Regions from separate parts of the Mus musculus genome. Here regions 1, 3 and 4 are each linked to region 2. A link is a contact called in public promoter capture Hi-C data. All regions are on one chromosome and are shown on one strand. Each heading gives the region's core, a stretch centred on a gene start, on an enhancer-like site or on the middle of the called end of the contact. The rest is flanking DNA. Distances are from core to core; before and after follow the strand shown.

What was found. Promoter capture Hi-C pulls out the DNA fragments that hold promoters and counts their contacts.
Region 1: a promoter capture Hi-C map of pre-B cells shows a contact between it and region 2, with 6 times the contacts expected there. The contact joins the promoter of 3830408C21Rik here to the promoter of Ppwd1 in region 2. A contact is called at or near these places in 4 of 39 promoter capture datasets (embryonic stem cells, liver, pre-B cells and 1 more), 2 of 484 Hi-C or Micro-C datasets (B cells and muscle stem cells), 3 of 115 datasets of contacts at active chromatin or transcription factors (astrocytes, embryonic stem cells and large pre-B cells) and 2 of 9 other capture datasets (adipose tissue and liver).
Region 3: a promoter capture Hi-C map of pre-B cells shows a contact between it and region 2. The contact joins the enhancer-like site here to the promoter of Ppwd1 in region 2. A contact is called at or near these places in 4 of 39 promoter capture datasets (the C10 cell line, embryonic stem cells, hippocampal neurons and 1 more), 2 of 115 datasets of contacts at active chromatin or transcription factors (embryonic stem cells and pro-B cells) and 1 of 9 other capture datasets (adipose tissue).
Region 4: a promoter capture Hi-C map of hippocampal neurons shows a contact between it and region 2, with 6 times the contacts expected there. The contact joins the promoter of Ipo11-lrrc70 here to the promoter of Ppwd1 in region 2. A contact is called at or near these places in 9 of 39 promoter capture datasets (the 3T3-L1 cell line, 3T3-L1-derived adipocytes, cranial neural crest and 5 more), 1 of 484 Hi-C or Micro-C datasets (CD4 T cells), 2 of 115 datasets of contacts at active chromatin or transcription factors (astrocytes and embryonic stem cells) and 2 of 9 other capture datasets (adipose tissue and embryonic stem cells).

The regions. Positions count from the first base shown.
Region 1 is chr13:107,018,846-107,024,153 of GRCm38.p6, forward strand. 3830408C21Rik (RIKEN cDNA 3830408C21 gene) reads left to right here and starts at 3,725. Exons shown (of 4, transcript NR_015471.1): 1 at 3,725-5,137. It overlaps Kif2a (kinesin family member 2A), which reads right to left and starts at 3,510. Exons shown (of 21, transcript NM_001374727.1): 1 at 3,167-3,510. The coding sequence starts at 3,230.
Region 2 is chr13:104,225,110-104,230,934 of GRCm38.p6, forward strand. Ppwd1 (peptidylprolyl isomerase domain and WD repeat containing 1) reads right to left here and starts at 3,735. Exons shown (of 11, transcript NM_172807.4): 1 at 3,497-3,735; 2 at 241-343. The coding sequence starts at 3,692. Cenpk (centromere protein K) reads left to right here and starts at 3,857. Exons shown (of 10, transcript NM_001377093.1): 1 at 3,857-3,893; 2 at 5,620-5,770. The coding sequence starts at 5,654.
Region 3 is chr13:106,810,328-106,816,297 of GRCm38.p6, forward strand. Ipo11 (importin 11) reads right to left here. Exons shown (of 30, transcript NM_029665.4): 29 at 1,881-1,965. Ipo11-lrrc70 (Ipo11-lrrc70 readthrough) reads right to left here. Exons shown (of 4, transcript NR_165805.1): 3 at 1,881-1,965. Among named protein-coding and RNA genes, the nearest start is that of Ipo11-lrrc70, 23 kb to the right of the region's middle. Within about 2 kb of position 3,379, at least 87 of the 459 cell types and tissues checked have an H3K27ac peak or open chromatin away from gene starts, as enhancers often do. A contact at or near this core is called in adipose tissue and pre-B cells, where this site is marked.
Region 4 is chr13:106,833,882-106,839,472 of GRCm38.p6, forward strand. Ipo11-lrrc70 (Ipo11-lrrc70 readthrough) reads right to left here and starts at 2,421. Exons shown (of 4, transcript NR_165805.1): 1 at 2,331-2,421. All of the region lies in intron 27 of Ipo11 (importin 11), which reads right to left. It overlaps Lrrc70 (leucine rich repeat containing 70), which reads right to left and starts at 2,421. Exons shown (of 2, transcript NM_001378597.1): 1 at 2,331-2,421; 2 at 1-955. The coding sequence starts at 683. The coding sequence ends at 108.

The DNA of each region.
Region 1 (5,308 bases), core at 2,475-4,974, 2.8 Mb after region 2:
AAAACCCAAACAACTGATAAACCAACCTGGCCTTAGATCCCTCAATTTTACTCATTTCTGAGGATCCTGACCTGAGAGGCCATGAGGAAGGAGATTCCCCAGGTGAAGGTGAAAGTACAAAATGAGCAGAGATAGACGGGGTTCCACTTCCTGATAAATTCCAGATGATTGGCTAAAAGTCTTTAAATTTTGTTAAGTTACATTTATGCACACACACAAACTCACCCCACCCCTGCCCTCTGTGAGTGTGTGTGTGCATGTGTACATCCACATGCCATGGGCACATGTGGAGATCAAAGAACAATTGGAAGGGGTTGGGTTGCTCCTCTGTTGCCACCATCAATGTCCTGGAGACTGAACTCAGATCATCAGGCTGAGTCTTTTCACCAGCCCTAAACAAAGTTTGAAAACAAAACATCCAATAATGAGCAATGAACTCACCTGTCACCCACATGTGTGTGGGGGGTTATGCAGATGTATTGAAGCAATTCCTAACGCCATTAAGCATCGTAATCCTGTAACATCCTGGCTGTGGTTGGAGTGAGAGTGGATATCTTCACATGCCTCCACTGCCCTCTCTATCCCAGTGGTTCTCAACCTTCCTAAGGCTGCAACCCTTTAGTATATGTCTTCATGGTGTGGTGCCCCCCCCAACCATAAAATTACTTCATTGCTCCTTCGTAACTGTAATCTTGCTACTGTTATGAGTCACAATGTAAATATCTGATCTGTAACCCCCACAGGCTGAGGACCACTGCTCTCCAGTGAATGTCTACTTTAGTCATATCGTTTGAAAACATAAAGCAGTCCAGTTCTGAGTATCAATGCTTAAGGAAATATGCTGTCTCATGGATGAGACAGCAGGACTTAGGAATGCAGAAACCCACTGGTAAGCTGCTTTTAATCATCAGTGAGGACTTACTGGGGTTAGAATTTTTTGAAGATCCTCAAAGATACAAATAGGCCCATTTTGGTTCATGATTTGGCCTTTGGAATCTCTTAATATATGGCTGTCACTGATAGAGAAATCAGGGACAAAGATCATACATGCAGCGCAGTATCTATTACCTGGTTAGCAGCAGGCTGAAGTGGCCCTTCTTTATTTACTCCTATGATCTGAGTTTTCAGGATATCAGTGTTTATTCAACAACTAGGTTTATTTATTTAATTTTACTTTTTACAATAACCACTAGTATTTTCTCTATCACAGATCTGTTATAGAAGGAAGGAAAACAAAAGCAGCCTCTTGAAAGTGAAAAGAAGGAGCACGTGGAAGAGTCTCATGGAGACGGAACTGAACACTTTTAATCCCAGTGATTTCCTTTGAAAGTCACCCGATTTTCAGGGCTGAGGATGTAGTTCAATCAGTGAATGCTTGATCCTGGAAACCTCACAAATTGGCAGGAAGCAGGAGCTGTTCAGGGTCCTCAGCTATAAAGCAAGTTCAAGGCCAGCCCGAGATCATAAGGTCTCCCAAACTAAGAAATTCTAAATGTTGTTTTTACAAAGTTACCTACTTTGGCTCCCTGGCATTATGTAAGTATTTACATGATGTATAAGCATTTACACTATCAGTTAGGACAATACACAATGTACACACTTACTTCCTGAGGAAAATACTTTTGAAAATACAAAGCTTTTGTGTATCACAATTTCTGCTATAGGCTGAAATTAAAGACTGAAAGAATATTATAAACCTATATCCTAGAATCACCAAAGAACCAAAATTACTTCAATGCATAATTAAAAAAATGGCATCTCAGATAAAATCACTTGACTATAGAGCTATTTTGTAATGATTTTAGTTAAGATCTTTAAGACTGTAAAGAATATACAGTTTATTATACTTCAAGTTTTGAATTAACATGTAAGTCCTATATTTGTTAACATACTGCCAACCTACATTCACCAAAAAATAAAATGGCATTAGACAGCATAATGATTGCAAGAAAGTCATCTTCAGAGAATTGATAAAGCAAACTCCAATCCAAGTAAAGAAAGTATCCCTTTTCCGTTTGGTAACTTCTAAAGCTCTACAAGTTATAATGTATTTTCTCAAAAATATATAATACACAAAATAATCCTTCCAGTTACCAAATTACTTCAGCTGCAAAGAGGGAGAGAAAAAAAAAATCACTAACCACTTCCAACACATCATAAATAACAGGAAAACCAATCTACTCATGTATACTGATGTGACTTGATCAAATTTGGTAGAAACCAAGAAATGGGTGTTTTGGCCATGCCCTTATTAATTGCGGTAAAGGATGGTGAATAGGCCACAATTAAGTAAAAGGAATTGGGTACAAGTGAGATGCAGTCAAGAATCAATTCCTAACACTAGCATTTCATTCATCCCCTTCTACTCAGTTATTTCATTTACAATATGGATGATTTTCACTTTACACTTAGAAGTGATAAAAATATTTCCCCCCTACGAGGAACCTACAGCAACATCCATAAGCAGCCTATGGGTCTTTTTTTTTAAATGAATTAAACATGTCTCTTCCCCTCGCCTTACACTTCTCTCAGTTACCTCCCCAGGGTGTGAAAATATCAACATCCGGTCGCCCACCCTCTCAGGAGTGTCTCCCGTGGACTGCGTCCATCCTCTCTCCATCCTCTCCTTCCCTTTCAGTAGCATCACCTTGGTGAAGCGTACCGAGTATTTCTTTCCCGTTACTCCCCCACCCCTTTTCATGGCCGAGTGCAGCCTTCTCTGCACTTGGATCAGCAGAAGAAAGCAGCATGCTTGGGGGAGAACAGGCAAAGAGGCCTGACAACCGGATAGCACTTAACAACAACCGGATGGCTCCCCAATGGCCTCTGGCTGCCAGTCGGGTCTCTCGGTGCCGACATCCCCGATCTTCACGCTACCACCCTTTCCACGCCACCGAGGCAGAGACCGGTAAAAGGCAGAGTAGAGGCAGCGCGAGGCACGGGCAACCCTAACGGAGTCCCCTGGGGGGAGAGGACCGCGAACCCGGGAGCGGCTCCCGCCCTGCGGCCGGGGCCCCGCACTGCAGCGGCGCCCGGGCGGACCCCACGCCCGCCTCACCCGCACAACGCCGCACACAAAAGCGCCGGGCCGCCGCCTTCCCGCCCCCACAACCCGTAGAGCAATCAAAGGGGCAGCCGGCCCGACGCGGCCAGAGGCGCGGCTCACCATCGCTGCGCTTGATCTCCACGTAAATCCCGATCTGGATCTTGCCGAAGTTGGCCGTTGCCATCACCTCATCCGGAGCGGCGGCAGGCGGGCGAAACAGGCGGGGAGGGGGCGGGGTGGCGGCGGGAGGGGCAGCGGTGGCCCGCGTCCGCGCCGGTCCGGGAGGCAGCGTGGACGCGAGCGGGGCCGCGGCGAGAGCGGCGGCGGACGAGCGGGCTGAAGCCCCGGGCCTGCGGGCGGACGGGCGGACGGGCGGGCGGACGGGCGGGCGGGCGGGCGGGCGCGCACGCCGGGCGTCCGGGTGAAGCGAGGGCCGCAGCCGTGAGGCGGCGCGGGGGAAGAGTGGGAGGGCTCGCGCCGCCCGCCCCTACGGACGCTGGAGAGGCGGGGCGCCGCGCGCCTGCGCACACCCGGCGGCCCGCGGCTTCCTGCCGTGCGCCCGCGCGCTCGGGCTGCAGGCGGCCCCGCCCAGCTCGGCTGCGGCCTGGCGGCGGGCGGGGCTGAGCCGTCCGCGGGAACGGGAACGGGAACGGGAGCGCGCGCGGCCCGGCCGGGTACGAACCCGCGCCGGGTTTGATTCCGCACGCGGCGGCCTACGAGGCGCGGGAAACGACTCGCGACGTCCTTCCAGAGCTCCCGCTCCGCGTGCACGCTGCCGCAGGAACGGGTTGAGGGCCGAGTGGGATCGAGGCTTTCGGGGCGCGGGACTGAGGGGCACTGACCGATTAAAGAACTGGCTCAGTGCATTTCTGTGGCTGTCAGATCGCATGCCACTCCGGGGCAGCCGGTCCTTGAGGAACCTTATTAAGGCCGGGGCATGCCTGGTTCAGGCTTCCCATCAATTATGGAGGGTCGAAAGGGTGTCGTCCACCCTGAGTAGGAACGAAGACCTCCCCTTGCCCTTTACTTCCCAGCTCATTGCAATTCAAAGCGAAGCCCTCCTGGGCTACCAGCGGGCCTGTCCTGCTATCCTATTGCTTCAGTAGAGCTCAAGGCTTACTTGCCCTAGTCTCTAACTCCAGCAGCTATGACTCAAAATCAGAGCAGAGACTTGAAGAACGTTGAATAATGAGCCTCTTCTGCAGTCATGTGGCTGAGCTGACTACAGCAACATGGAGAGTGCCAAGCAGAGGGGGCCAGGTAGACAAGCGTGTAAACTGAAGTGTAACCTCCACCAGCTTTGTCGTAAATTCTTTGTAGAATGACTTACTACTCTCCTCAGTTACTCCCTGCCTGCCCATTCCTGCATCTTGGTTTCTTCATCTTCCCCCATGATCTAGGATAATATGATCTCTTCTCCTTCCCCCTGATTATTTAAATCTTCCTCTCACCTCCCTACATTTTTCACTTGTTATTTACTTTTTTTTTTTTTTTTTTTTAGATAGGGTGTCATTTGACCTAAGCTGGCCTTAACCATGCTATGTAGTGAGGATAATCTTGAATGCCTTACTGGTGTGAGCCATCACTTCTAGTTTATGTGGTACTGGGGATAGAATCCAGGACTTTGTACGTGATGAGAGCATTGTGGATGAGAATGGTTCATGTGCTTGAATACTTTGTCCCCATTGTTGGAACTGTTTGGGAAGGATTAGGAAATGTGCCCTTATTAGAGAAAGGGTTTCACTAGGATCAGGCGCTGAGGTTTCAAAAGACACCATTTAGAGTTAGCTTTCTAGACCTCTTACTTGTGCATCAAGAGGTGAGCGCTCAGGTGTTGAGGCCAGCATGCCTTTGTTCCACCATCATGGACTTCAAACCTAGGAAACCATAAGCACAGTGAAACACTTTTGTTTTGTCGGTTGTCTTGGTCATGGTGCTTTATCCCAGAAAGAGAGGCAACTACAACACCAACAAGCAAGTGTTCTACCAAGTGAGCTAAACTGCTAGCCCTGAAAGCCTACTGTCTTTGTAAAACCTGCTCCACCCACTCCAGCCTAGATGACTCTTCTGCCTAGGGATTCTTGCAAAGTGGTAAGTATCACTTTGTAAATAGACATGTTTGATCTATAACTATGTATACATAGGAACTTTTCTTTTTTTTCAAAGATTTATTTGTTAATATTTATATGAGTACACTGTAGCTGTCTTCAGACACACTAGAAGAGGATAGTAGATCCCATTATAGGAGATTGTGAGTCACCA
Region 2 (5,825 bases), core at 2,485-4,984:
GGAGAGGCAGCTCAGTAGTTATGAGCACCGGCTGCTGTTTCAGGGGACCTGAGTTTAATTCCTAGCACCTACATGGCAGTTTACACTTTACAAAGGTCTGTAATGCTGATTCTGAGAGATTCATTGCACTCTTTTGGCTTCTGTAGGTATCAGGCATGCAGGTGGTGCAGAAACACATTCAAAACACTCATGCGTATAAGATAAATGTAAAATGTAAAGGACAAAGTATGACACACTTACTTGGTACATACCACATGTGTGATAACATCTCTGTGCATGTAACTGCGCTCATACATGGATGCACTGGGGAGATTATCAAGGTAGACTCTTTCGAACTCCAGAACTGGGGGAGGGGGTCAAAAGTATTTTTAGTGAATGAAATTAACATGATTATTTAGAATTTTCTAAATTTTTATATTACCTTCTACATTTTAATTTCTTTCAATAAACATATGGGATACGAAAATCCAGTATTTGTTAATACCAGTTATAACTTTTATTACTTCAGAAGTTAGTATGTCAGGTTCCCTGGGATTATATAAAAACTGTTTCAAAGACTTTATGTCTGCTGCAGTGTCTGTCAGGTGTGTACAGGCAGGAACCCAATGAGGCCAGCAGAGGATGGTGAATGAATCTGAAATAGAATTCCAGCTGGTTTATGAGCTGTTTCCTGTGGGTCCTGAGAACCAAATGTAGGTGTTTTGCAGGATCAGCAAGTCTTCTCACAACTGAGCTTCTAGCTCCTGGTTCAAAGTTTTTGATAACTGTGAATGGTTCTGGCTTAATATGAATGTGTAAAGAAATATAAAGCTTTACGGAAATGATTTCTATAACCATATAGAAACTAGTAGTAAGTGTTAATGTAACAAAAGCTGACAGCTATTTGTAAGATGTATGTTTAAAGACATTATTCCTCTATTAAAGAGTCAGTATAAAGACCTGAAACATAAAAACAAACAAAACACTTAGCTGTTTATAGTTGAGAAAATCCTAGCAAATCTACTTGAGTGCCTTTCAGATAGTTTTCTAAAGTATAACACCTAGAAAAATGGAAAATCGATGATCATCAAAAAAAAAATCTTAATTTTATGATGAGCCATGATCAATTTTTAGAAAATGCACTGTTTCCAAATAAAAAGATCAAACTTGCCTATATAAAGCTAGCAAATTAAACATGACCAACTATTAGGTTCTTGTTACTGCTATGTGGCACACTCAAAATTATGTATGACAAATTGCTTTTCAAATTTTTTTTAGTAACAGAATCCCCATTTTTATGTGTGCCTAGTAAAATTTTCTTAAAATGGCCTTTCTTGGGTTCTTGTAGTAACTGTATAGTAAGGGTTAGGATTAGCATTTTGTGATAATATACGTATATGTATATAAACACACACACATATATACATACACATTCTTAAAAAGTTTTCCTTTCTTCCCTTCTTCAGTTTTTCAGCTTGGAGCTAGGTATTAATTAGGATTACAGCATTAATTCTAAGAGCCCAGGACAATGAAAATGAGGGCCATATACCAGTCATCTTAGGGCAGGACGTGCCTAGGAACATTGGAGTCACACCAATCCTGGGCTGCTTATTTCATAAAAGTGGTACTCCAGTATCTTTTTAATGCTGTTGTTTATTGGAATTTTCTGTAGTGAATATTTTCCTATATTCCAGATTGCTTTTGTTGTTCACTAATTCATTTAAATATATTCAAGGGAACATGCACAGAAAGAAGAGAAAGACATAATTATTTTCCTTAGGAAATAGTTTATTTTAAGACAGGCAAGATGGCTCCGAGTAACAATGCTTGCCTCTGGCAACCTGAGTTCAATCTTTGGAATCCACACAAAGGTGGATGTAGAGAACCAACTCTACAAGGTGACATTGTCCTCTGCCCTCCACTCTTGTACTAAGTATAAGCGTTCCCACCTCTCTGGTCCCACCAACACATAATATACCTGACACCCACATAGTATACATGCCTGCAAAACACCCTTACACATAAAATAATAGTAATAATAATAATAAATGTTTAAAAAATAGCTTAACTCAAAGTACTATAAAACAACCATATATCATTGTGAACATATACACACAAAAGTCTAATCTTGCCTACATTTCCAAAAATTTTAAATCACTAAGCACCTGTCATCCTCCCTCAAACTCAAACTCCATTGGTTGGCTTAAAAAAAAAATCTGGCTAAGGGAAAAGATTTTTCACATGATATACCTATTCCTGTCCCAACTCTATTGTTCATAAGACACTTGTTTCCTATGTCAGCATTTCAAAGTTTGGTTTTTCTTTTTCATTTTGTTTCGTTTTCCTTCCTAAATTATCCTTCCATTCTTTCCACCTAAGCAGTTCTTGTAGTAATATTTAGGTGAAATAATAACAGCACAAATGTTATAAAATATTCATTTAAACTTGTATGCAAAACACTGTATTGAAGTGTTGGAGCCGAAAGTACAAGATCCTTGTTCTTACATGATTAGGCTAGTAGTGTTCAGGAAGTCACATGAGTAAACACACAACTACAAAAAGTAGTAAGTGCCTCGAAGGCAAAAGCAGGATTGGGCAGAAAAAGTAAGGAGCTAACTAAAGGGTGTCACTATCCAATGTTCAAAAAGCACTGACCTAAAACCTAGACCTGTTAAAAAGCTAGCATGGTTAAAGGAGAGAAATGACTCCAGATAGAGACACTTCACAGTATCTGGACAGGAACGTAGAGGAGCCCTTGCTCAAGGACAAGGTAGGGTTTTGAGAATGGACAGAATTGGGAGTCCTGCTTGGGGAAATAAAGAGAGACAAACTGCCTCATAATCCATGTTAAGGTGTTTGGGCTTTGTTCTGAAAATAAAAGATTTTTAAATAGTTCCACAGTCAGAATTGAGATTAACGCGTGAGCGAACGAACACACACACACACACAACCCTAAGACATTTATGAAAAAGTTCCTAGAACAGTCTTTAAAACAGTAAATATTATCTCTTTACCAAACTTTAATATTATAAAATCTTGTTATTATTCACGTTAGTGGCAAAACTTTACTATATTGTCTCGAGTATGGCTTCATATCCAGCTAGCTTAAGCAACTTCCCCTGAGTTTGAAAATTCATTACTAGACGAGTCAGGGTTGAAAGCTTAAGTGTTTATGATTCTGAGAGCTCCTTCCCACACCTGCTCAATCAATATTAGGAATTCCAACTTCACACAGCAGCTATGAGGTCAAAAAAAGCATCCAAACACAGAAATACAGACAAGCACTAGTTTGTATCATCTCTGACAGTCAGGAATCAACGGTGTTCCTTTTTTTTTTTTTTTTTTTAACACGCCATACTAACACCAATTCACTCTTTAGGGAGGAAATGCAGTGAAGATCGTCCGTTCTAAGTGCACAAACCCACAATCTCACTCCCGCCCGTGGGCGTGCTTGAGATCAACCCTCCCACTCGGCCGGAGTAGCCGTCCAGCTTGCTCGCGGGCTCTCCGCTGCTACCTTTCCTCTTCTTGGCAAGGGTTGCCTCCACCGGTAAAGGCCCGACCCAGCGCTCTTCATTCTCATCATCATTTTCTTCGCTCCCCGCCACTGCCAGGGCCGGTTCTCGCTCGCTCAGTTCCGTTTTTTCTGATCCCTCTGGGTCTCGGCGCCTTCTCCTCCTCAGCTGCGAATCGCTCCCACTCTCGGTCGCCATGTCGTCCGAGGCGTTAGAAGAGACGCGACGACCGAGTGAACTAGGTTTCCCCGAGCCGCGGCGCAGCTTTTGTCCGTCAGCTGCCGGAAGCGCTTTTTGATTGGCTGCGGTGGGCGCAGCTGGTCCAATCAGCGAGCAGCGCGCGTAAACAGCGCGGCTTGGCTGTGTTGACGAGAGCGCTGAGGAGGCCGGAGGACTGAAGTGAGTTGAAACCGGCTCTGACTGGCAAAGGCCCCAGTTTTCTGTCAAGGAGGATGGCAGCTCGCGGGTTTGGGGGACCCAGGTACCCCCTAGATCGGACGCTTACGCCTTACGAACTGGAGGTCTCGCGCTTCTCGGCCTCTCGGGCCAATGCTGTTCTAGAACCTACCTGTTTTTTCCCGAAAAAGCCGAGGGGCGGGGTTGGAAGGAACTTTTTGTTAAAAAGAATGAAGTAGATTTCTATCAGCTAAACTATATATTGAAATTACTGTAATTTATAAGGTGGCCTCCCATTTAGAATATTCTTTTTGACTTGGAATGTGTATGTATGTGACGCGAGAAATTCACGAAGGGCCTGCGTGTTACGTTCCCGCGTCTCCACCTGCCTGCTCTATGTTTGACGATTAGCATATAGTCTATGAGCCTTTGCTATTTCTGGATCTTTATATTTCTGTATAGGTCTAGAATTTCCTCATCAAGTGCGACAGAGTTTTTGTCGCCTTTAAGATGTTAATTAAGATAAAAGAGGACAATTTGGGGGGAGTTGACATCTTCGCGTTATTGACACCTTTAACCTAGGAGCATGCTACCGTGTTCTGTCTATTCCAACAACAAAGCTGCATCCTGTACCACTTCTCCGTTGGTAATTTACAGGTTAAGCAATTTAAGACTTAAAAATTCCTTATGAGTAAAAAAATACATTGGGGCGGTGTTTATTCTGATTTACATCTGATGTTGTAAACTACAGGTCCTCTCTACATCCTTAAAATTACCTAACTGTACCTCATGATACACTATCATCTTTACAACAGCCATCTAGTAACCTTGCCCTGGATGACTATATTCATTAATATGCTATCTTTTGTTGTTTTAATTGGGCCACTAGTTAGTAATTTAAAGTGGGCTACTATCCAAAGTTGCTTTATATTCTTTGAGTTTTCTTAAAGACAAAAACAAAAAACAAAAAAAACCAACATTCTGTAACCTTTCCCCCTCTCCTCTTAAAATTTTGTTTGTAAACCTTATAGCCTTTATGTGATAAGCTATTTCTCTGAACCCTGACCCCTTCTGAGATAGGATTTTTCTTTTATGTCCTGACTGTCCTTGAAAGGACAGAGATTCGAATGCCTCTGCTTCTGCTTCCCAAGTGCTGGGATTAAAGGCAGGGGTCACACCACCTGGCTGTATCTGCTCTTAAAATTCAAATTCCTTGATACTTCCTCACAGTGGATCACCTTAGGTTCCATTTCACTTAGTTGGAAGAAGTAATTCAAACACACCTTCCACAAGCTCTTACCAATACATCTCCTCACCTACCTGAATTTTGCACTCTTGTTTTTCTACTGACTCTCCTGTTACAATGGAACTTTTTAAAATTTAAATCCATTCTTCATTAGGTGGACACTTAGTTGATTACATATCTGGGCTATTGTGAATGGTGCTATAGTAAACAAGATTGTAAACATCTTTTTAACATGCTAGTTTCCTTTGGATATATATCTAATAGTGGAATTACTGGATCCTGTGGTAGTTCTGTTTCTAATTTTTGCTAACATCCATACTCTTTTTTTTTTTTTAATAATGGCTATATGAAAATATTCCCTCCAACAGGTGCGTGTTCATGTTTCTCTTTTGATAAAAAGGACTTTTTGTTTTTTTAGTCACTCCTACATTCAGCAGATAGTTGTTTAATGCATGTGTCTTTTTTTTTTTTTTTTAACGTTAGTAGTTGCAGTAAGGTGAAGAAAACTATAAAGGATATGTCAGAGAATAAACAAGAAGTACATCCAGATACTATTACAGATGTGGAAGCTGTTATAGATACAGAGGAAGAACTTATTAAAGAATGTGAAGAAATGTGGAAAGACATGGAAGATGTAAGTTTCAACAGATAAAAGTGATATATTAATATAATTTTACATAATTGACTTA
Region 3 (5,970 bases), core at 2,129-4,628, 2.6 Mb after region 2:
GAATGGCGCCCGAGGGTCGCACGCTTGGTTCCTAGTTAGTAGAACTAACTGTTAAGGAAGGGTTGGGAGCTGTGTTCTTGATGAGGTAGGTGCGTCACCAGGGCTGTAGGGTTTCCAAAGCCCACACCAGGCCTAAGCCATTACGTAATATGACTGAAAATTGAATACAAAATGAAACACAGATTTGGGTAGTTTAACTTGCTAAGGATAAATCTACCAGATTTAAAAAAAATTAATATAGCATACATGGAAGCTAATAACAGAACACCTATTATTCATTTATAATTCAGATGTTGTGAGGAAAATGCTATCACACTTTTCTGTGGCAATAATGGTATGTCCAATGCTTTTAAAGTTGAGAATAGGAGGGCAAGAATTGGAAAGGCCAAATAAGTTACGTCAGAGGCTCTCACTGTTATAAGTCAAGAGAAGACATGTTCCATTTTAGGATACCACCAAGTCTCAGTTTAAAGGAGGGGTGTTTCTGGGAATATATTCATTAAGGAAAGAATGGCATTAAGGGCTTTTAAAATGAATCAAAAAAGGATTTTAGTTGACAGGCCCTGGCAATCTACTAACCCAGTTGTCTTCTGATGTCACCAATGAGGCAAAACCAGTCTAAAAAGTCAAGGTAATCTCTTCAAGGTCACAAGTCGCTACACAAAAAGGACGTAAATTCTGGAGTGAAGAATCATTCCTTGGCTAGAGATAGGATCACAACAACAACAGTAACAACAACAACAACAGAAGGAGGAGAAGGAAGGAAAAGAGGAGGAAGAGGAAGAAGACAGGGAGGAGGGGGAGGAGGAAGAGTCATCACCATCCTTTAACCAGCCACTGGGTGGTGGCTGCTACTATGAGTAAAGACAAAGTGTAATGGAGTAGACTGGTTTAAACCAAGTCGATTAGAGCAGTTCGGCACTGACCATAAATTTAGGATTACATCCTTGAGATTAACATAAGATCACTGAAGGACTGAATAGAATAACAAGATGAAATCATGATTAGCGCACTTAAAACAACAGTCGGCCTGCCTTGGTCCCGAGGGTGTTACATGCGCACTTGTGTGCTCCTGGGGTGGGTGACATTGCTGCTGTCATTTCGCAAGAGAGGAAGGCAGCGCAGTGAAGCCAGGAGAGCAGAAGAGGCTCCCAAAGCTCACTGTGTCTATTCACTCTCCTGGGCAGAGTACGTATTAAACACTGTACATAAACTTCAAGGCAATGCACTTCACAAGTTCTTAGCTTCCAGCTCTTTATTCTTATCAGATTCTTATGCAAGACCTAACGGCTAGCAGGCAGGGCATTTTATAATGCCTTGTGATACAGATCATAGAAGGATCATTATAAAGCTAATAATATAACAAGGAAACAATAAGAAATAAAGAAAGAATAAGAAAACAATCCACTATGTCTCCTCAAAAGTTTTATTTTTGTTTTCTTTTCTTTTTTTTAAACTTAAATAAACTTGTTGAGTCCTGTATTTTTGGTTTTTTTTTAATAATGATTTATTTATTTATTATGTATACAGCATTCTGGCTGCATGTATGCCTGTAGGCCAGGATATTATTATAGATGTTATTACATATCATTATAGGTGATTATGAGCCACCATGTGGTTGCTGGGAATTGAACTTCGATGAGCAGCCAGTGCTCTTAACCATCTCTCCAGCCTGTTTGTTTGTTTTTTGTTTTTTGTTTTTTTGAGCAAAACTTCTGCTTTTCTCAGACTGGATCAGCTATCTCAGAATGATTTCCTAACCAAGGAGTAAAGCTCAGATACTTAACTTCTTCAACAAGGGATGAATGGCAGATATACAGGCGAACAGACCAACATTCCATATAGCAGCATGGTGATCACTGGTCATGCTTGTAACTTACCATCTTTTTCCTCTTGTCTTGTTCTGTGGGTGGCTCTTCATCTTCTGTTACTTTCGGTTCCTCGTGTTGAGACATCAACATACAACTACAATTGAAAATAAGCACCATAGTTTAAGTAAAAATGCCTGCACCATACTAATGCAACTCCTCAAAATTACTGAGAACATGCATGCTTCTCTCTAACAAAGGGGAGTCGATTAGATAAATGAGTAAGATTTATACTTTTTAAAGGTTTTGGTTGTGTTTTGTTTTTAGGTTGGGGAGCTGACTCGGTTAAGGATATCTGCTACGTAGCACAAGGACTTGAGTTCGATCCCTGAATCTATGTAAAAAAAGCTGGGCGCAGCAGCAGCAGCAGCACACTCCTAAACCCAGCACTAGCGAGGCAGGGCGGAGGCAGGACTGAAGCATCACTGGGCTTGCTAGCCAGTGGGGTAGCAGGACTGCTGAGCTCTAGGCTCAGAGAGAGAGAGACACTGTATCAAAACCTGAGGTGGGAATCTTAAGGAAGACACTCACCATTGGTCTCTTGCTTCCACACCACATACACCAGAAACACATATACACCAGAAAGGCTTTCTTAGTAGTATATTTTACAAACTCCCCATTTTAAAATAGGCCACAGCAAAGGGAATGTGGAACACTTAACTTGGGCATTTGATACAGTGAATTATAACTTATGAGAACAAGGCAGGAAGATCAGTATCCCAAGATTAACTTGAGCTACTTAAGGGAGGGAAAATATAAACACATGATAAATTTTTAAAAGGTTCTTTCTAGGAAGCTTTTGAATCAACTATCAGTCAAAAGACAATTTATATCTTTCTTTAAAAAACAAAACAAGACAAACCAACAAACCATCAAGAATTACGCTGAAGCCACCTCCCCTAAGCTCCTGTGCATCCATCTGTGACTATACATGCAGTGACGTTAACAGAGCATCGTCAAACCACTGATTACCCAACGATCCACTGCATGCTCCAAATGAAATTTCTCCACTATGAGGAACTTGTCCCCAGTGGCACCCATGGCTCCAGGACAGTTAGAAATCATTTCATTTTGATTATCTGCACCACTGCTCTCAAACATTAGCAGAGGAAATAGAAGCATAGCTTCCTGCGCCTCCAACACTCATTATAGGGAGACAAGAAATGAATGCCGTCTGGCGAATCACCATCAGTGGAACAAACCCGCAGCTTCCTAATTTTGAAAAGGAGAACTCAGAAACTTGTCAGAGCTTTACGGTTCTAACCAACAGACTGCGGCAGAGAGGATTTGGTTTCTCTTAATGTTTTACACCAAATTGAGGGGAAGGACAGTACCAAAGTCAACTATTCAAAAATTAATTTAGGATTGAGGCCAACTGCTAGTATCAGAAATGTACCAGGCTCCCTGTCACAGCAGACCTGGGTGTCCTTCCCCGCCATTAGCAACAACAGCTTCTGGGAACCCTGCACCTTTCCCAGTCACTCCTGAAAACAAGGAAGCTGGGCCTCCAACTCACTCACTGCCTGTCTTTCTGAGTCGCAGTGCTTGGGTCTGCTGAGATGATACAGCACAGGCAATGCTCAAGCACCCGGGCAGGAACGGAGAGGTCAGAAGGGAGTCTGGATCCCTGGCTGAAATTCAGAACTGAGTAAGATGGCTCCATCTATGGCCACTTTATGCCAACTAGATTTTAATTCAACTGCAACACATACTGGTCTTTATGCAAGCCCCTCTCCCTCTTTCCTTTGGTCTCAAATTCTTCTGCACCACAAAACAAACAAAACATGTTGGCTTGCTGCTGCTGCTGCTTCTCCTTTCCTTCTTCATCTTCTTCTTTGTTAAGATTTACTTTTGCCTAGTAGTGATTATGCACGACTTTAATCCCAGCACTCAGGAGACAGAAGTAGGCAGATCTCTGAGTTTGAAGCCAGCCTGGTTTACAGTGAATTCCAGGACAGCCAAGACTACATAGAGAAACCCTGTCTCAAGAAACAAAACAAAGCAAAAAAGAGAAAGAGACTAATTTTTTATTTGTGAGTCTATGCCACATGAATACAGTGCCTGTGATGCCCAATACCCCTGCAGCTGGAGTTACATGCAGTTGTGAGCTGCCTAATCTGGGTGCTTAGAACTGAACTCAAGTCCTCTGGAAGAACAGCAAGTGCTCTTAACCACAGAGCCATCATTTCAGGTCTGCTACTTACATAGTAAAAATGTTCTGCCCTGCCTTCATTGATGCCAAAGGATTTAGCACAATGAAGAATCTGGTGTGTGTGTGTGTGTGTGTGTGTGTGTGTGTGTGTGTGTGTGTGTGTGTGTGAGGGGGGGGGTTATCTAAGGCTGGTTTTGTGTGTCAACTTGACACAAGCTAGAGTTATCACAGAGAAAGGAGCCTCAGTTGAGGAAATGCCTCCATGAGATCCAGCTGTAGGGCATTTTCTCAAGTAGTGATAAATGGGGAAGGACCCAGCCCACTGTGGGTGATACCATCCCTAGTCTGGTGGTCTTGGGTTATATAAAAAAGCAGGCTGAACAAGCCATGGAAAGTAAGCCAGTAAGCGCACCCTCCATGGCCTCTGTATCAGCTCCCGCCTCCAGGTTCCATCTCTGCTTGAGCTCAGGTCCTGACTTCCTCCAACAAAGTCTTATGGTCTGGAAGCGTAAGCTGAATAAACCCTTTCCTCCCTAACTTTCTTGGTGGCCATGGTGTTTCTTTGAAGCAATAAATCCCCGACTAAGATCTTCTCTTCTCTTCTCTTTTTTCCTTTCTCTCCTTTCTTCCTCTTTCTTTCTTTCCTCCCCTTCTTCCTTCCCTCATTACCTCCCTCCCTCCCTCCCTCCCTTCCTTTCATGACCAAAAACTACCTAAAGAACAATTATACTCATTCACGTCTGTGAAAGCTGTAAAACTATACCTTGTTTTTCTGACTCAGGATGGACTATGTATGTTCAATGTACCATTGAGCTATATATTACAAAAAACAAAACACCAAAAAATTGTTACTGAAAAGCATAAAGTTGAAACTATCTTCTGAAGCTCCAACTGAAAGTAAAATTTCATTTTGTTAACAAAGATTAAAGGCAAGCTGTCACACTTTAATTGGAATGCACAAGATGAGATTTCTAATAAGCAAAAACATATGGAGGCTTTTAATCTAATAATAGTTATAGTCATAAAATACTATCAATAATCATTTAAAATAACAACTCTCTTGTGAATACATCCAGCCACTCCTCCATTACACACCTGAGCAGAAATTACTGAGTATCTCCAGGCACTAGGATGCTAAATTACAATCTTTCTCAACAAAAAACTCAAAAATGTCAAACCCAACAGACAAATGTTGGTAAGAAACATCAATTCTTTAAGTGTTCTCTGCCCTAAGTCACCTGTTATTTTTTCAGTGAGAAAGGAATGGCTTTACAAACATATATTAAGTGTCCTTTAAACTTTTCCTAGCCTAAATGAACTTTTCCGTATTTCAGTGTACCAAATTTAGATGCTTCAAATTTGACCCAGGGGAACAGTATGAAGAAAATGGCCTTGAGTTCAAGGCAGGAAACCTGGAGAAGGGAAGTAGAGACCATGGAGGGGCACTGCTCACTGCCTTTCTCCCCAGGATCTCTCAGCTTGCTTTCTTACACAGCCCAGGGCCACCTGCCTGGGGTGGCACTACACCCTGTAGTTTAGGCCATCCTACAACAACAATCATTAATTAAGAAAATATTACAGAGACTTGCCTACAGGGCAATCGGAATAGGGCATTTTCTCAATTGTAGATCTCCCTTCCCAAATGACCCTCACTTGTGTCAAGGTCACAAAAAACTAATCAGCACAAATTACGTAAAACTGAACTGGAAATATTAAAAATGGCCACTGCACATCATCATCCTCCTCCCTTTCATTTAGTTTTGCTGCAGTACTGGAGATGGAACTCAGAGCTGCAGGCATGCTAGGAAGAGCTAACCACTGAGCATCGCCTCACCCTCCATCCCTATCAGAACGGAAGCCACCGGGCGGGCTTCACTGCTTCCCGGCCAGCATACCCTTCTGAAATGGCTAGCCCCAGGTCCAGCCAGCACTCAACAATACAAATCATGG
Region 4 (5,591 bases), core at 1,171-3,670, 2.6 Mb after region 2:
AAATTATTTATAAACACTTGAACAATCCTAACATAATTCTATGAGAAGGATTAAATTTTATGGCCACATGGCACTACGGAGTTTTTTATAGTCAATATTTAGTTGAGTCATAAAGCAGAATGTTCAAAGAGAATGACTTGTGCCCCATTTTCAGGAACAATTTGTTTATCAAGTCCAATCTGCTGCAAGCCAGAACTTTCCAGAGAATCCGGGGAGGTGTTACAAACCGAGGCAGTTACATTGTACCTTGCTGACTGATAAAAGCTGTAATACTCGAGTCTATTTTCCACTGAGTCTTCTAGAGCCTTTAGTTTTTGTTTAAACTGAATAACTTTGTAGATCAAAATAATGATTAAAACACAAGCTAAGATGAAAAAAGCTAGCAAAAAGTCAAAGGCCTCATTCAACTTCTCAACTTCTTGTGTACAAATGAGAGATGCTTTTCCTGACACAGAAGAGGCATCAATTGGTAGAGCAGTGTTTTTTTCCGAGGTCAAGGTAACAGAAGTGAGCTGTGTCTGCGCAGACACAACTGCGGTCGTCTCCAGTGCATTAGCAAGTGTACTCTCTTGAAAAGGTCTACTGGCCGGGGAAGCTCGGGCCGGTTCCCAGACGCGACTGCTCTCCGCCACAGGGCTTTCCAACGGGTTCCCACTTGTGCTTACTTTATGCCAGGCCATCATTAGTGCAGTGGTCGTGTGATGAATAGAAGAGATTTTACAGCCCAAGTTCTGGATATATTGGTCCAAGGTAAAGGCAATTTGTAATGTTAGTCCATTTAATATAACATAATGTTCTGCCACACATAGATATGGGATTCTGATAACAGATGTTTACAGCAAGGGCTGACGAGGCTAGCCACTCTTGAAGACCCAAAAGTTTGTATTCTCAAAATTGGAATTTGCCTGAAGAGGAGTCAATGAAGACAATGGCTTAGGGACCCTTGGATGTAATTCTGTAAGATTATTAAATGACAGATTAAGGATCTTCAAGATGCTCCCAGAGGTTCAAATGTATTATTATCTATGTTAAGATGCTTGTTTCTAATTTACAATAAATTGCTTAACAAGCTAAATGTATCAGGTTTACAATTTCTAAAATAACTCTCAGTTAAAGTCAAATGTTTAAGGTTGTTAATTTTACTAAACCCAATCCTAGTGACATTTATGATCTTTACACGCTTCAGGAGGGAATAATTTACATTAATAGCTCACTGATAAATGCAAAAGGCTGTCATGATTCAAAAAGGTAACTTAAAGACAGTCTCAAGATTTGTAACAACATTTAATGTTACTTTTGTTAAGATATTACTTTCTAGATACAAAAAATGAAGAGAGATAAGACATTGAAAGTCTGAGATCTATGTCCTTAAATTTTTATTGTTCAATAAAAAGAATCTGGGAACAGAACAAGTATACCAACTATGTCTAGGACAGTGGTGAGTTCTCGGTAAGTGTAGACTTTTACACACCACCAATCAATGTCCTTAGAACAAAAGACACCCAGTTAGACCACAAATATAAACTATGAACATCTCATCACCCCTTAGGCGCTAAGCAATTTATACAACTGTTTAAAGATAGAAAATACAAATGGCTTAACTGAACAAAGCCTTTAAGATATTCATACGTGATAGTTACCCAAATAGAATTCTGGAAAAGAATTAAATAATCCAATTTCACTAACATGAAACATTATTCCCAAATCCAGAAAAACTGGACCTTTAGGAAAATTCTAAGGAATGTGAAAGGACTGGGGTAGTCTGTCTTCCATTTAGAGTTGGTAAGAATACAAATAACAATAATGATATTAAAAACAAACAAACGAACAAAAAAAAGAGCAGGTAGCAACCAGAAATAAACACAGGCAAGGAAGAGAAAATAAAAATCCACATGTAACCCAACCTAACTTCTTTTTCCACATCAGAACTGACTCCAAAGACAAAATTTTAAATTGTCAGAAAGGTCTTAAAACAAAAGTATCAAAATACTGAAACTTCAATAGTCCATTTAAAGTAGGATAAGCCAAAACCGCGTGTTAACACATATTATGGGTGACAGTATGAACTGCTAACACAGCTATGAAATCAATTCTTTAGCAAAGATAATTCAAACTCAACAAACTAAAATATGTTTGCTAAGATAAACTTTTAGAACCGACTCTGACACACATAACAAATGACGTGAGGATAACGATTTTTGGATACATGCCCCATAACCTATATGAAGCCTAACATCAAATAATAACTTAGGAAAATACGAACAGAAAAAGCAGGCTGTACTTTTCCACCAGGTTCTTTCGGCTAAACAACTGTACTTAAATAATCTTACCAAGGATACGGGACTCGTATCATCACGTGGCTTTAAGGCTTTGTTTTAACTCTGCAGAGCTCCGTTCTTTAACTCAGTTCCTCTGGGCACTGCTGACCGCCAGCACTCCACCGTTTTTTGAATTTTAAAGCCATGGCTATGCAGGAAACGCCACTCTTCACACTGGTTCCTCTACAGCCAATGTGTAAAACAGGGGTTGCCATGGATACAGGAAACTGAGAGACAGGAAGCAAGTTTATCTGTGCTTCAAAAGTATTGTTGAAAGGAAGTCTCAGGAAAGTATTTTTTTTTTCAGAACGCACTCAGTTTTCCTAATATATACACCTAAGTAATTCCTATAACTTGAAAGAGGATTTTAAAGCCAAATGTCTGAAAACTTGAGGTATTCAAAAATCTAAATAAGAAGTCTCTAGTTATCAACAACACATATTGTCTCTGTGTTTGTGTGTGCGTGCATGCCTGCACGCGTGCGTGAAGGTCAGAATTGACACCAGTGTCCCCCTCTGTTACCCTATAACTTGCTTGTTAAGCTAGGTTCTCACAATCTGAGCTCACAGACAGTTTCTCAGACAGTTGCTACTCCCCAGAGTTAGGACCACAGCTGGATTTTGAAGGTAGGTGTTGAGGATCGGAAGCCAAGTACATTACTGACAGACATTCCCCTGCTCAATATCACAGTCACTAAATCAAAAGCACACTGAAATAGGAGTATATAAAATAAAGTGATCTTTATAAAAACATTTGAGACAGAGTCTCATTATGTAATCATGGCCAGCCTGGAACCCTCTATACATAAAAGCCAGGTTTGCCTTGAACTCATAAGAGACCTGCCTGACTCTGCCTCCTGAGTCTGTAATTAAAGGCATGTACTACCACACCAAGAATTTTTAAGCGCATTGTCCTATTTATTTTCAAATACTTACTGAAGACTTATTGATTTTTAAAAGAACATAAAGTTAGTAAATAATTTAGGATGAACAAAATATTAACACAATATTCTAATATTTTGAATTTTTAAAAATATTTTTTGTTTAGAAAATACTGATTACTATCAATTAATTGAGGAAATTAAGGCCATGCCCTGGGTTGGAAAGTAACATAAACTCCCTTACCAAATTATTAACAGAGTTTATCCCTGGATAAAAAGTTAGGGAGAAGAGACTGGGGAGATGACTGGGTAGGTAAGATGCTTACTATGCAAGCATCAACACTTGAGCTCAGACCACCAGCACCCATGTCAAAAAAGCTGATGTGGTTCCATATACTCAGACCCCAGCATTGGGACGGCAGAGACAGGAGGGGATCCCGAGGTCTGCTGGACAGCATCCTACCTAAATCAGCAAGAGACTCTATCTTGAAAAAAAAGATGAACTCTGGTTTTCAAACACATGTGCAAATGTACACCACACACACACACCAATGTGTTTACATATGACACATGAGGGGGGGGAGGGAGGGAGGGGGGAGGGAGGGAATGAGTTGCGGAAGAGTAAAAGTAGATGTTCCTGAATTACTTTTTACTCTATATGAATGTCTGAATTAATTTGAATACTTTGGCATGAAAAGTAATCTGAATATAACGTAATTTTTTATTTAAATAAAGATTTAGGAGCCAGGCAGCCCGCTCAGAAGGTAAAGCTCTTGGCATACAAGCCTGGTGACCTGAGTTGGACCCCAGCACCATATAAGGAAGCCAGATCCAGTGGCACGCACCTCATGCATCTCATCCTCCTATTCTGAGTCAGAGGTGAGAGCAAGAGAGCTGTCTACAAGCTTTCAAGCCAGGCAGCTTAGAGTATACAGCGTGGCAGAAAAAAAGAGAGACCCTGTCTCCACAAGGTGAAAGGACACAACCAACTCTCAAGTTGTCCTGTGCCCTCGATATATGTGCCACACATATACATACATACATACATACATACACACACACACATACATATATATTTATCTCACGCATGCGTCCACATACAAGTAAATAAATAAAAGTCTTCTAGCTGAATAATTATACATAGTTTAGCCATTGATTTCTGACTTTTATCAATTTATTTTTAGTATTATCAGTAACATACAAAGTGGGAGAGAATACTATGCACACAATTTTCAATTAAATCATACAAGTCAAACAGGAAAGAGTTAAAGGGCAAGTCTATTAAATTCAAAATAAAGGGAAGACACACAAGACAAGATCAGAACGACGTGAGGACTCCTTCTCCTCCGTAGCCTGTCTACTTTACCTGTTTCTATATATTGCCTTAACTACTAATTTCAGGGGGAGGGTGTCACTTGGGAAGTCTACAAAATTCTCTTTCAGTAACTATAAAGAACCTTTATGAATTACATAAAACTATTGCATTCTACCAAAAGAATTTTGTTCTTCATGTTTAATTTTTCCAAATAGCAACATACCCCTTCTAACAATAAAAATATAACCACTAAGTGAAGACTTTAGAGAAAACAACTCCCTGTGTCTGTACAAACTGACTTGAATTCAGCTAGAACAGAGAGAAGCCAACAGATTAGGGGCAGGAAGATGATGGCAGAGCACGTAAAGGCATCTACTACCAAGGCTGACGTTCACCTGACAGGACATGTTTTGTAGAAGAAGAGGACTGGTTCCCAAGCTGTCTTCTCTTATCTGTACACCTCCCATGGTACACATTCTGACACACAAAGTAAATAAATTTAATTTATTAAAATCTAACAGAGTATACAATGCTTTTATAAACGCTAAGGCCAACATTACTATCTGTCTATGCAGGCACTGAGAGTAGTTAAATGTTCCTGTGAAAATGACACTGCATGAATCAGCAAGAGTTTAAAGATGCGGAAATAATACCAGGCACTCCCTAATTTAAGAACCAGTTTCTTTTGGTACAATAGAATAATCATATTCACAAATGAACATTAAACATATGTATTTTCCATTCTGAACAATAAAGATAGCAATATAAACTGTAATAAATATATAAATACAGTAGGTACGGTAGCATTAACAAAAACAAGAAATTCTCACTAGCTCAATATGAATTGCATAACACAATTAACATATGGGACGATGCACCAAATTCTTAGATGAATGGTTTCAACATCAGCATCAATGCTTTAAAAGGTGTACTACTGGCCTAATTTCATAGTTGAAGAGACAGTATGAAGACCTTAAATAACTCATTTCTGGAGAAGAAGTGATAGAATATCTGAACATGAACATCAGGATTTGTAAACACCGAAGTATATATCCTTATGTATGATTTTCATGGTATT